Regions from separate parts of the Danio rerio genome. Here all the other regions are linked to region 1. A link is a contact called in public Hi-C and Micro-C data. All regions are on one chromosome and are shown on one strand. The core of a region is the stretch at or near the end of the contact, and the rest is flanking DNA. Distances in the headings are between cores, read along the strand shown.

Region 1 (3,721 bases), core at 171-2,670:
TGCTAACCACTGAGCCACCATGTCAGCCTTTAATGTTGTTATAAAAAAATAATAATACACTTAAGAATTAAAGTACTCCAGCAATAGTGATTTTACCTTTTTTGAAATGTATTAAATCATAATAATAATAATTATTATTATTATTAAACCATATCAGTAAAAAAATCAGAATAGTGAAAACTTTAGAATACTAAAAAACTTTAGAATAGTGACGTTGTATTATACTGATGTTTCTTTGTTGATTGGTTAAATTTTTTAAATCTATTTTAATCTATTTTTTTATCTATTTTAATCTAGAAAATATAATAATTATAATAATGGCTCAGTGGTTAGCAGTCACCTCACAGCAAGAAGGTTGCTGCTTCAAGTCCATTCGAGTTGGCATTTCTGTGTTGAGTTTGCATGTTCTCCCCATGTTGGTGTGGGTTTCCTCCGGGTGCTCCAGTTTCCCCCACAGTCCAAAGACATGCGGTACAGGTGAATTGAATAAACTAAATTGGCTGTCGTGTCTGTGTGTGAATGAGTGGGTATGGGTGTTTCCCAGTGTCAAGTTGGCGGTTCATTCCGCTGTAAGGAAAATGATTGAATGGATGAAAAATGAATGCATGCTCCATTTAAATGGCTTGATTGACTTCAACAGAAAGTTGCTTCAGATCAATGGTCTCAAACTCAATTCCTGGAGGGCTGCAGCTCTGACAGTTTTGCTCCAACCCTAATCAAACACAGCTGATGCAAATAATCAAGGTGTTCAAAACTACTAGAGACTATTATGCAAGTGTGAGATGGAAGTGGTTGAAGTCGAGCTATGCAGAGCTGCGGCCCACCAGTAACTGAGTTTGAGGCTATTGCTTCAGGAGATACTCAATTTTTAATTGCCAATTTTTTTAAAGTAAAACTGTGTTGCCTTAAAAAGATTTGGAGGATCATTTATGACTAATATATTCTTCTTTTTTTATATTAATCTAATTGAGTGTGTGAAGAATGTGGTTTAAGGGTATGTCGTGTCCTCACACCAAGAAAATGGTCTGGTGGATGTAAAGGAATGACGTCATGGATTCCGGTCTGAAATAAGGGGCGACGTCTTTAATATTAAGCGTTTACGCAAAAAAAAAAAAAAAAATGTAAACAAGATGCTACATCCTATGATCTACTTTATAAAATATATAATAATTAAAATTAAATTTAAAAAGCATACTTCAAAATATACATTATGGCAGCTTTACTCACGTATGTGACGAAATATTGTATACCGAAAACATGGTTGATTCGGTGTTTGCAAAAAAAAGCTACCTGCAGACGGTGATGAGATTCTTGCGCTCCACGCCGATGTTTCTAGAAGAGGTTTTTTTCGACGTTAGACCCATAGCCATCGCGGTCTGGAGACAGCCTGACTTTCTTCACTCGGCCGAGGCTGCATTATCACCGTCACCGAGCCACCAGCTTCCCGGCGCGGATCAAACCCCTCCCTCCTTCCGCCTGCATGTGGGCCCACAATCTTGCTGAAGAAACCGTGAGGTAAAAAATACATTTTACAAAACACATTTTACAGCTTTTAAATATGATTACATATGATGAGTGCACATTATTATTTAATTACTTTAAGTGCGGAAAAAAACTAAGAATTAACGTCACTGAAAAATAATGGTAGTGAATGCTGTAGGCTAGGATATATCTATGTAAGTTTGAGGGGGAAAATAACTGCTCTGTTTGTGAATGCATTTTAAAATGCAATTCAACACAGATTCACGGAATTGATTTTCCATTGGATCTAGAAATATGTTTAATGGGCATTTATACGAATTCTAACCACCAGCATAATCATGCTATTACTAAAATGTTCCTGACAATAGCTAAAAAATGTATTGCTTTAAAATGAGAAACAGACATTGACGTATTGGAAAGTGGATCTCAGAGGTTTGCAACTATACCATTGGAGAAGATCTTATGTTTGGAGAGGAAATGGTGAATTATTTTGAAAAGATTTGCAATCCATTTTTGAGTTAAATTAAAACAGTACCACATGATTTGATTTGACAAATAGTCCACTGGTTTATACTGTACCTCCTTCATTTTTATTCTTATTTATTTTATTTTTTTCTATTAATTTTATATACTGTGTGCATGTTTTACTTTAGTTTGTTTGCTGCTTAATTTTGATGTTCAGTTTTGATAACTTTTGCAAAAGCAAAATAAAAATATATAATAAAAAAATGCAATTCATTCCTGTGATTAACAGTTATATGCCGATTTTGATATAAACGATTATTATTGTTATTATTAATGACAAACATTTTTAATAGGAAAAAATACCTTTGGCTTTTCACGATATTCATAATCGAGCACACAATTTCAAATAACAGCATTTATATGAAATTCAATATTTATAACATTAATATTTTAATAACATTAAGCTGCTTGTTTGTTCAAAAAAGAAAAACAAATGCATTTAAAAATGGTAGGTGTACTGTATCTAGGTTTTCACAGAAAAATAAATTAGTTAACACTTTAATGTTAATTTAAAATATTGTTTTTAAAATATGAATTAGATATCAATTAAAAACAAATAATGCTTGCTGGGTGAACACTAAAATATGCTAAAAACTCAAATGAACCTCAGAAATAAAGTTGATCAATTTAAAAAACATATCTTACTATTTCTATTTTATTGTATTAGTATCTCGAAGTGGCGAGCAAATTTCATCTGAATACACTTTTCTTAAATGAAACATTAAGGCCTAACAAATGAATTATGCATTCACACAAATTCCTAAGTAGCCTTTATCAGGGAAAGCAAATGCCTGATTTTAATTGGGTATACAAACTAATTTATAAAATAATTTCTAGGATAATTGATTTTCTCTAACAAACAGTATGGATTATAATGAAGATGAAGTCAACAGCACTATTACACAGATGTGACCAGGGACGGACTGGGACAAAAATTCAGCTGGCACTATAGCCACACCATCCCACATTACCATACGTACTGTTTGTTTGACATTCTTGCCAGTTTTTGATTATGTCCGCGTAACCTTTGATTGAGTCGGCCCCTCTCGAAACTATCACCGATTGGGCCAAATGCTTATCATTTACTATTACTATTATTACCATTTTCAACGTCATCATAATATTCACATGTTGCACGAGATAAAAGCTGCATGTAAAAACAAAACATATAAAAAAAATAATAATAAAATAAAAAATAAAAATAAAAAACTGACCGGCCCACATTTAAAAAAATGGTTCGGCCCTTCTGGCATTTGCCAGAATTGCCAGATGGCCAGTCCGCCCCTGGATGTGACAGATGACTGCTAGTAGATCAATCGGATGTACAGAAAGTAAGGCAGCAGTAAAATGTCCAGCAGGTGGCGGCGTTTACCATGTTTTCCTCAAAGGTCCTGAGGAAACTCCTCACCGCTTCATCCTTCACGACCTGAGAGGCTCATCCTGCTGAACCACAAAGTCATTTAAATAAACCGTAAATCTCAGATTTGGTTTGATCAGTGGTATAAAGGATGTGAATTACAACTTAAAAGCCTCTTTGGCGTTTCACTTACCAGGCAAAATGTTGGTTCATACTGAATTGAACGAGGACAGGGTTCAAATTACATGATTATTATTACTATTATTTAATATAGAGCTACAGATATTCTTAAAAACATTAGCATTTAAGAACATTGAAACGACTAGAGAACATTTAGATACTGAGTGTCACTTTACT
Region 2 (3,580 bases), core at 781-3,280, 170 kb after region 1:
AAAAACACTGACCCCGTTTTTGTCCATATCATCAAACAATCCATTTGCACTACGTGATTTCTCATTATTGTAATTTTATATCTCACGCTGTGACTCAAGTCTTTTACTTCATTCAATCAGTCATTATACAACAGTAGTCACCCACATTGCAAAATTTATTTGGCCCAGCACTGGCCCACACAATCAGCGTTTGCTTGGCCCACATGTCGCAGTGAATTATGGTTCATGATTGGACTAAGTCTGGCTTCCATATAAGGGCCAAACATGGACCATATCTGGGTCTAGTCTCAGCCAAATTAATAACCCATAACTCGGCCTAAACTGGGCCAGCTGGACCATGTTTGGTCATTGTTTGAATGTATATTTGGTGTGTCACGACTGCAATGAAATTGATAAACCCAGGAAGCACTGCACTTTAGGCACGTTAATAATGGTAATGGTTAGTAATAGATAATAAAATAATTTGTAAAATAATAATTTGGTTAATAAATGATATGTAATGTAGGTTAAACTCAGTTATTTTTACAACAAACAGGAAACAATAAATTAATAAATCTTGACTGTTTTCTGGAATAAAATAAAGGTGTTACGGAAATGACTTGGTGCATCAAAACTTTTCTTTACTCAAAAAATGATTTTAATGTATTTTAAATGTTGGTCAAGATGGGCCAAACTTATATGACACACATATTAGTTTGTAACATCTATTCTGGTCCAAACACTACATTTGACATCTGGCCCATGTCTTGCATGCCGCCTTAATGACGGTGACACCTCTGTCAAACCAGCATGCTATATGTCAGAGCTGGATGAATGCCTGCTGGGTCAGCTTTATGCAAAATCTGGGCCAGAATTCTTTGTTACCTGGACAGAGACAGTAACCTCAATTACAATGTTTTTGCTATTGCCACATTGAAATTAACGTGGGTAGAAGGGCAGACACAGTGGCACGCACTACAGGTTGTAGATCAGTTAAGTTAAAATAATCACAACTTTAAAACTTTTATGGAGTTTTTGCCTGGCGAAGCACGAAAAAAGTCGTGTAAAAAATATATTATCAGAAAGAGAATATACATAGCTAAATATATGTTTAAGGCACGTATGCCATCTAGTGGCATCATACATACTCACCACTCACATACGGCCACCAATGGAGAAAGGAGTGCATCAATAATAATAATAATAATAATAATAATAATAATAATAATAATAATAATAATAATAATAATAAGAAGAAGAATAAGAAGAAGAATAAGAATAAGAAGAAGAAGAAGAAAAAGAAGAAGAAGGGAAGAAAAGGAAAAAATAAAAAAAATAAACTTTATTTATATATATAGGTTTTATTAGTAACATGTTAGCTATAAAGGTAGGTTTCATAGGTTTTAATAGTTATAATAAAGGAAATTTATTAGTTTTAATAAAAGCTATAATGTTCCTTTAAGTCTGGTCATTTTTTACCTTCCATTGGCTTGGTAAAACCAATAAATCTTTTTGTAGCCTAATATGTCCCAAAAACACACACAGTAAAGTTCTTTTGGTTAAATTCTAATGATTGATAGGCTAGGCTATATTTGTGTGCTTTTTTGGTGATATTTGTAGTGGAAACCATTAAGAAACCATTTTGGAAAATGTATTAAAATAACATGCATACGTGCATGTAAATTAGCACATTTAGGGCCCGAAATACTGAATAGAAGCCTTATAGAAGTATTCAAACGTATGCAAGCGTGAGAAGGGTGTGTGTACTAAAACATTTGAACTGTCATGACAGAACAGTTGTGAAAAACTTTGTGCGTGATATGCTGAATGAACAAATTTTAGTCCTGCAGGACAATGCTACACTTGTGTAAATGATTAATTTTGGCAACAGTTTATCCAAGCTATGTGATTCGTGCAAAACCTCATATACAATGAAAATAAAACATAATTTAACTGAAAAGAGCTTTGAAAAACGTGTGCACAAAATATAGATTTGTGTTCCTCAACTTCCGCCAACTCCGCGATGACGTCTTATTTTGTCGCGGGCACCGAAACCAATTTGCGGATGCGTCGACTATAAATCAGCCTTCAGAGTGACACTTTCAGTAAAGTAAACAGCAAACAATACTACACAGCAGAGACAGTAAGGATGAAAGTCCGTCAATTTGTATATGTCGGAGAGTTTTTACTTCTCAATATAGCAGGTAAGATATAAACATGTACAATTCGACAACTGCTTAATTAACAATATCAGTCGCAACTTATCCCAGATAACAAATTACATCTGGCCCACATATGGCCCACATCCCCCATTTTCTTCTGGCCCACATACCGCGCGGAATGACGGCGATGACTCAACCTGATTGTGGCTGACATAAGGATCCAAAAGTCAGCCACAACTGAACCAGATCTGGGCCATATCTCAGAAAAAGCATGGTCCATATCTGGGCCAGATGTGGCCCATACATTTTCTTAGATCTGGCCCAGCTACGGCCCATGCACATTCTCAAATCTGGCCCAGCTGCGGCCCATGCACTTTCTCAGATCTGGCCCACATACAGCCCATGCAGTTTCTCAGATCTGGCCCAGATGCGGCCCATGCAATTGCACAGATCTGGCCCAGATCTGATTCAGTTGCGGCTGACTTTTGGGTTAGATGTGGCTCACATCTACATTTGGTAGCTATATAAATCACATTAAAAGGAATGCTTAGTTTAAATTGCTTTATTTAAAAAAAAATGCTTTAAAGGAAGCATATAAATTGATAAATACAAATATATAATTTATATAAATTATATAAATAGATGCATACAACAAAAACAACAACAGATTGATCAATGCAATACAAAGAAATATATGAATTAGATAAATGCATACAGAATTATCACAAATTAAATGCAAATAAATATATATAAAAGTTAAAATTAGGTAAGTGGATATACAGAATAAGAAGAACATTCAAACACAAATGTATATACAAATTAGATAAATAGATACAGAATTAACACAGAAAATATATATATTATTTTATAAAATGCATATTAATTAAATTAACAAATATTTTATAACCATATAAACAGAACCAATAATTAAAAAGATATATAAAGGGCAATCCAAAAACAAGATCAGAGGCGAGGCAAGGGTCAAATAAACAAATGATAATTACAGAAACAAGATAAACAAGTATGAGTAGACAGAACAAACACAGAAATCACATATTTAACAAAAACACATTATTTAAATAATTACAACTAAATATTTATTAGCATCTACCCAGAACCAAAAAATAAATAAATAAATAAATAAATAAAATAAACTGAAAATCCAACAGGGCAGTTAAAGAGTGAGGTCAGGGGCGAGCAAGGGTCAAAGCCAAAAAAAAAAACAGTCCAATGCAAAACATCCTGAAAATCGGAGAAGACAACAATTAAAAGGTGCTGTTTGCAGAGTACATACAGGCACAACTTGATTAAAATTAAGGACTTTTAAGCACTTTAAACACCTATTTTTATTTTTAAGACTGACAAGCAACGTATTGAACACCTGAAATGTATTTTCAGCAATACATAAAAACATCCCATAGGAACTACCTATCGATTTA
Region 3 (3,583 bases), core at 95-2,594, 190 kb after region 1:
CCAGAACTGGGTTGCAGCTGGAAGGGTTTGGGTTACGACCCCTGATAAATAAAGGAACTAAGCCGAAGGAAAATGAATGAATGTATAAATGTTTCTGCAGTTAATGGCTTACTGGACAGACTTTGATGAAAAAAAAGACTAAAGGTCAGAGAATCCATCCGAAGTACAGACTTTGGTTTTACAGCCTTTCATTTTCAATGAATAATCTTTTTATTAAAGGTACGATCACTAAAAAATGAAAGTTTACTCACTATTGACACATCCTCAAGTGGTAATAAACTGTTATCGGTTTCTTTTCTTCTGCGGAACACAAAGAAGATAATTTGAAGAAAGCTGAAAACCTGTAACCGACATGCTTTAACCCAATGTTTCTCAACTACATTCCTAAAGGACCACCAGCTCTGTGCATTTTCCATGTGTCCTTAACCAAACACACCTGATTCAGATCATCAGCTCATTAGCAGAGACTGAAAGACCTGTAATGGGTGTGACAGAGAATGAAGACATCCAAAACTTGCAGTGTTGGTGGGCCTCCAGGAACGTGGTTGAGAAACACTGCTTTAACCTATAACCACTGACTATTGAAATCAATACCCTTATCCAAGATTCAAAATATCTTCTTTTGTGTTCAATAGAAAAAATAAATAAAGTTTTTATCATGGAGAGTGAATGGAGAGTAAATCATGTCAGAATTTTCAGTTTATCCCTTTAACTATCCCTTTAATTTAGCAAATTAGATGGTTTGTCTCTTATCTTCCCATAGAGGCAGGGTGAAAAAAGATGTGTCCATAAAGCTTTGGATACATTGGTGATTCTGTTTATTTCAGTGATTTCTGTTTATATTTTAGATTTTACATTAGTTATAGGACCACACCACAGTATTTATTTTGACAACCTTTAAAGGAGAAAATTCAACTTTGATAGTTTAAATACATTAAACTGTAGAAATACAAATTTGTAAAATAGCTGATATAGTACTGGGAGGTCATTAACCAGTTATTATACCATAATTTGCGAGACCATCCCAGATAATAAATAGTTTTAAACTACAAAAAAAAAGTCAAAGTCACTTTGTTAAAGATAATTTGTAAAAATCAGAAGTTGGAGAAGAGATCAAGATCTCATAAATTTAATTTAATTCATTTTTATTTCGATAGCGCTTTTACAATGTAGATTGTGTCAAAGCAGCTTAACATAGTAAATTGAAACAGTGTCAGCCCAGTTTTCAGTGCTGAAGTTCAGTTTAGTTCAGTTCAGTGTGGTTAAAATTTCACGGCTAAAAGTCCAAACAATAAAAAACAAATCCATCGATGCGCAGCTTCAAAAGTCCCAAACCAAGCAAGCCAGTGGTGACAGTGGCGAGGAACAAACTTCACCAATTGATGAAAGTGAAGGAAATAACCTTGAGAGAAACTAAGCTCAGTTGGGCCCGAACATTTATCCTCTGGCCAAACTTCTTGTGCAGAGCTGCAGTCTAGGCGCCAGAGGCTGAAGATGTTCATCGTGGAGAAGCTGCTGGTGTGAAGTGTTCAGGCCGGCCCACAGGATCAATGCAGAGACTCTGAGAATTTAATTCTGGTGTGTAGACTGTAAATTGAAATCGTACATTTTTGAAATCGTATCAAATGATTCATATTACACAAAAAAGTTATCAGCACTGATCAAGATCAAGTGTTTTACGATTTATTTTAAATAAAAACAATATAGTATAATGCAACTAAAGGTCTCAATGCCTTTTGATTTCATTTTCACAGTTTTTTTTAGCTGATTACAACAAACAAAGCAGAGTAAATGGTGGATAAACAGAATTCTGTCTGTTGAATGCAAGGTTTTAATTGGCTGTTTTTTTGCCAGTGTGATCTGATATTTTGATGAATGCACTGCAACTTTGTATTTAAAATGATTTTCTTAGCACTTTGTATATAAGCTAATACTTAATCTGAGGAAATTTCAGAAAGCTCAAAAGAACCAACTGCATACTAAAATGGCTAATATTCTAACTTACAGTACATTGACCCTAGATATTCAATATGTTATCGATAATGATGATGATGATAATGATGTCACGGACACCCTCAAATGAGATCAAAAGTCAAAGGAAATGTTCAGTGTACGACTGTTTGTTTTACAACATTTGATAATCAGACGCCTTGCGCTGGGTTAGAAACAGAACATCCTGGACTAAAAATATCTGCTGTTACTCTAGCACTTAAAAAAATTGATTATAAGCTTTTTAAAATGTAATACAATGTAACATATGCTGGGATTTGCTGAGGTCCTCACAAGCCACAAATATTTTTATAATACAAAATAAAATCAAGTACCTCTAACATTAACTGAATTTTTCAATAGTTCCCACCACTTCTTTTGACTAATATGTTTTCATCAGGTTTTACATTTTGAGAATGTCAACATTTTTTAATATACATTTTTTTTCTCTGATGTTTCTTTAGGTGATTCATCCAAACCTGTTTACAGTAAATATACAGCTATACTCAGAAGAAGAGTGATGTAATTCAAATGTGCTTGTTTATTATAACATAACCTCAACATTTTTTGTGAAGTGTCTAGATTAATATTTTCAAAAAGAGGCGGGTATATTAAGTGATATGAATATGAAACTCCGTAAATGAAACTGAATATATCATATAAATCATATAAAGTAAGTAGCATTATTACAGGAAGTAGTGTTGAAACAGTTTTACAGCAGGGTGTGTATAGCCTACTGATATCATTTATAGAAGGCTATAGCAGTAAAACATGATGTGCTAAAGATTAGGTGAGTGATAAAGCTCTACTTAAGTCAAAAGTGTTAGCTTCACCTGTCCTTTCTTTTCTGCATTGAAGAAAATATGAGGATGATGCTGCGTTTAGCTGTGTGTGTAGCAGGAGTCTTACTTCTCAACATATCAGGTAAAATCTTCAACATGATAATAATAACAATAATAATAATAATGTTTGTTTTGTTCTTTTGTTTCTTATGAAAAAATGTCTTTTTAAATTAATTAGTCATTTTATTAAAATTAAGTAAAATTAATTAAAATTAAATTTAAATGAATTAGTCATTTAAAAAAAATTAAATTTCATTTTATGTTTAACTCTTTAAAATCACTTGATTACAGACAAAAATATGCGTTACAGTCTTGTTTTAGATGAATTTTCATGACTTCATGAAGCAAATAACTTTAAATAACCTTTTTTGTTTGGGTTATGAACATGTTCATACTCTAAAGATCATTTTTACACCCAAAAAAACCCCAGAAAAAGTTATATGCTAAAGGTTTATGGAGCCACTGACGTCAATGAAAAATTTTAAATTAAATTAAATTAAAATTAAAATTAAATTAAAATTAAATTAAATCTATGATTGAAGTTCATTTGAGATTTTTAGTCATTATTTTCAGAAAAATCTGAAATTCCACACACATATTCAACATTTCTGTTGTTAAAGGTAGTTTGAATTATATATTTTTCATAATATTTTTTTTCATTGCAGTGGTTGTCAGGTCAGTGGAGTTCAATTGCACTCTAGGAATCATGTAATAAAACGTGCAATAAAGTGCATGAATCAACAAGATAACTA

The links. A called contact is a pair of places that touch in the nucleus more often than the background predicts.
Region 2: a Micro-C map of caudal fin shows a contact between it and region 1, with 8 times the contacts expected there. The contact joins the promoter of zgc:112038 here to the promoter of rundc3aa in region 1. A contact is called at or near these places in 4 of 18 Hi-C or Micro-C datasets (caudal fin, embryo, hematopoietic stem cells and 1 more) and 1 of 4 datasets of contacts at active chromatin or transcription factors (caudal fin).
Region 3: a contact with region 1 is called in a Hi-C map of hematopoietic stem cells, with 2.3 times the contacts expected there. The contact joins the promoter of zgc:153968 here to the promoter of rundc3aa in region 1. A contact is called at or near these places in 4 of 18 Hi-C or Micro-C datasets (caudal fin, embryo and hematopoietic stem cells) and 1 of 4 datasets of contacts at active chromatin or transcription factors (caudal fin).

The regions. Positions count from the first base shown.
Region 1 is chr3:19,763,451-19,767,171 of GRCz12tu, forward strand. It overlaps rundc3aa (RUN domain containing 3Aa), which reads right to left and starts at 1,421. Exons shown (of 12, transcript XR_012400931.1): 1 at 1,291-1,421.
Region 2 is chr3:19,933,072-19,936,651 of GRCz12tu, forward strand. It overlaps zgc:112038, which reads left to right and starts at 2,031. Exons shown (of 6, transcript NM_001020646.1): 1 at 2,031-2,183. The coding sequence starts at 2,129. It overlaps zgc:123295, which reads left to right. Exons shown (of 6, transcript NM_001037562.2): 6 at 1-5.
Region 3 is chr3:19,957,287-19,960,869 of GRCz12tu, forward strand. It overlaps zgc:153968, which reads left to right and starts at 1,345. Exons shown (of 7, transcript NM_001077456.2): 1 at 1,345-1,578; 2 at 2,848-2,913. The coding sequence starts at 2,859. It overlaps LOC141381181 (a long non-coding RNA gene), which reads right to left. Exons shown (of 3, transcript XR_012400934.1): 2 at 1,403-1,587.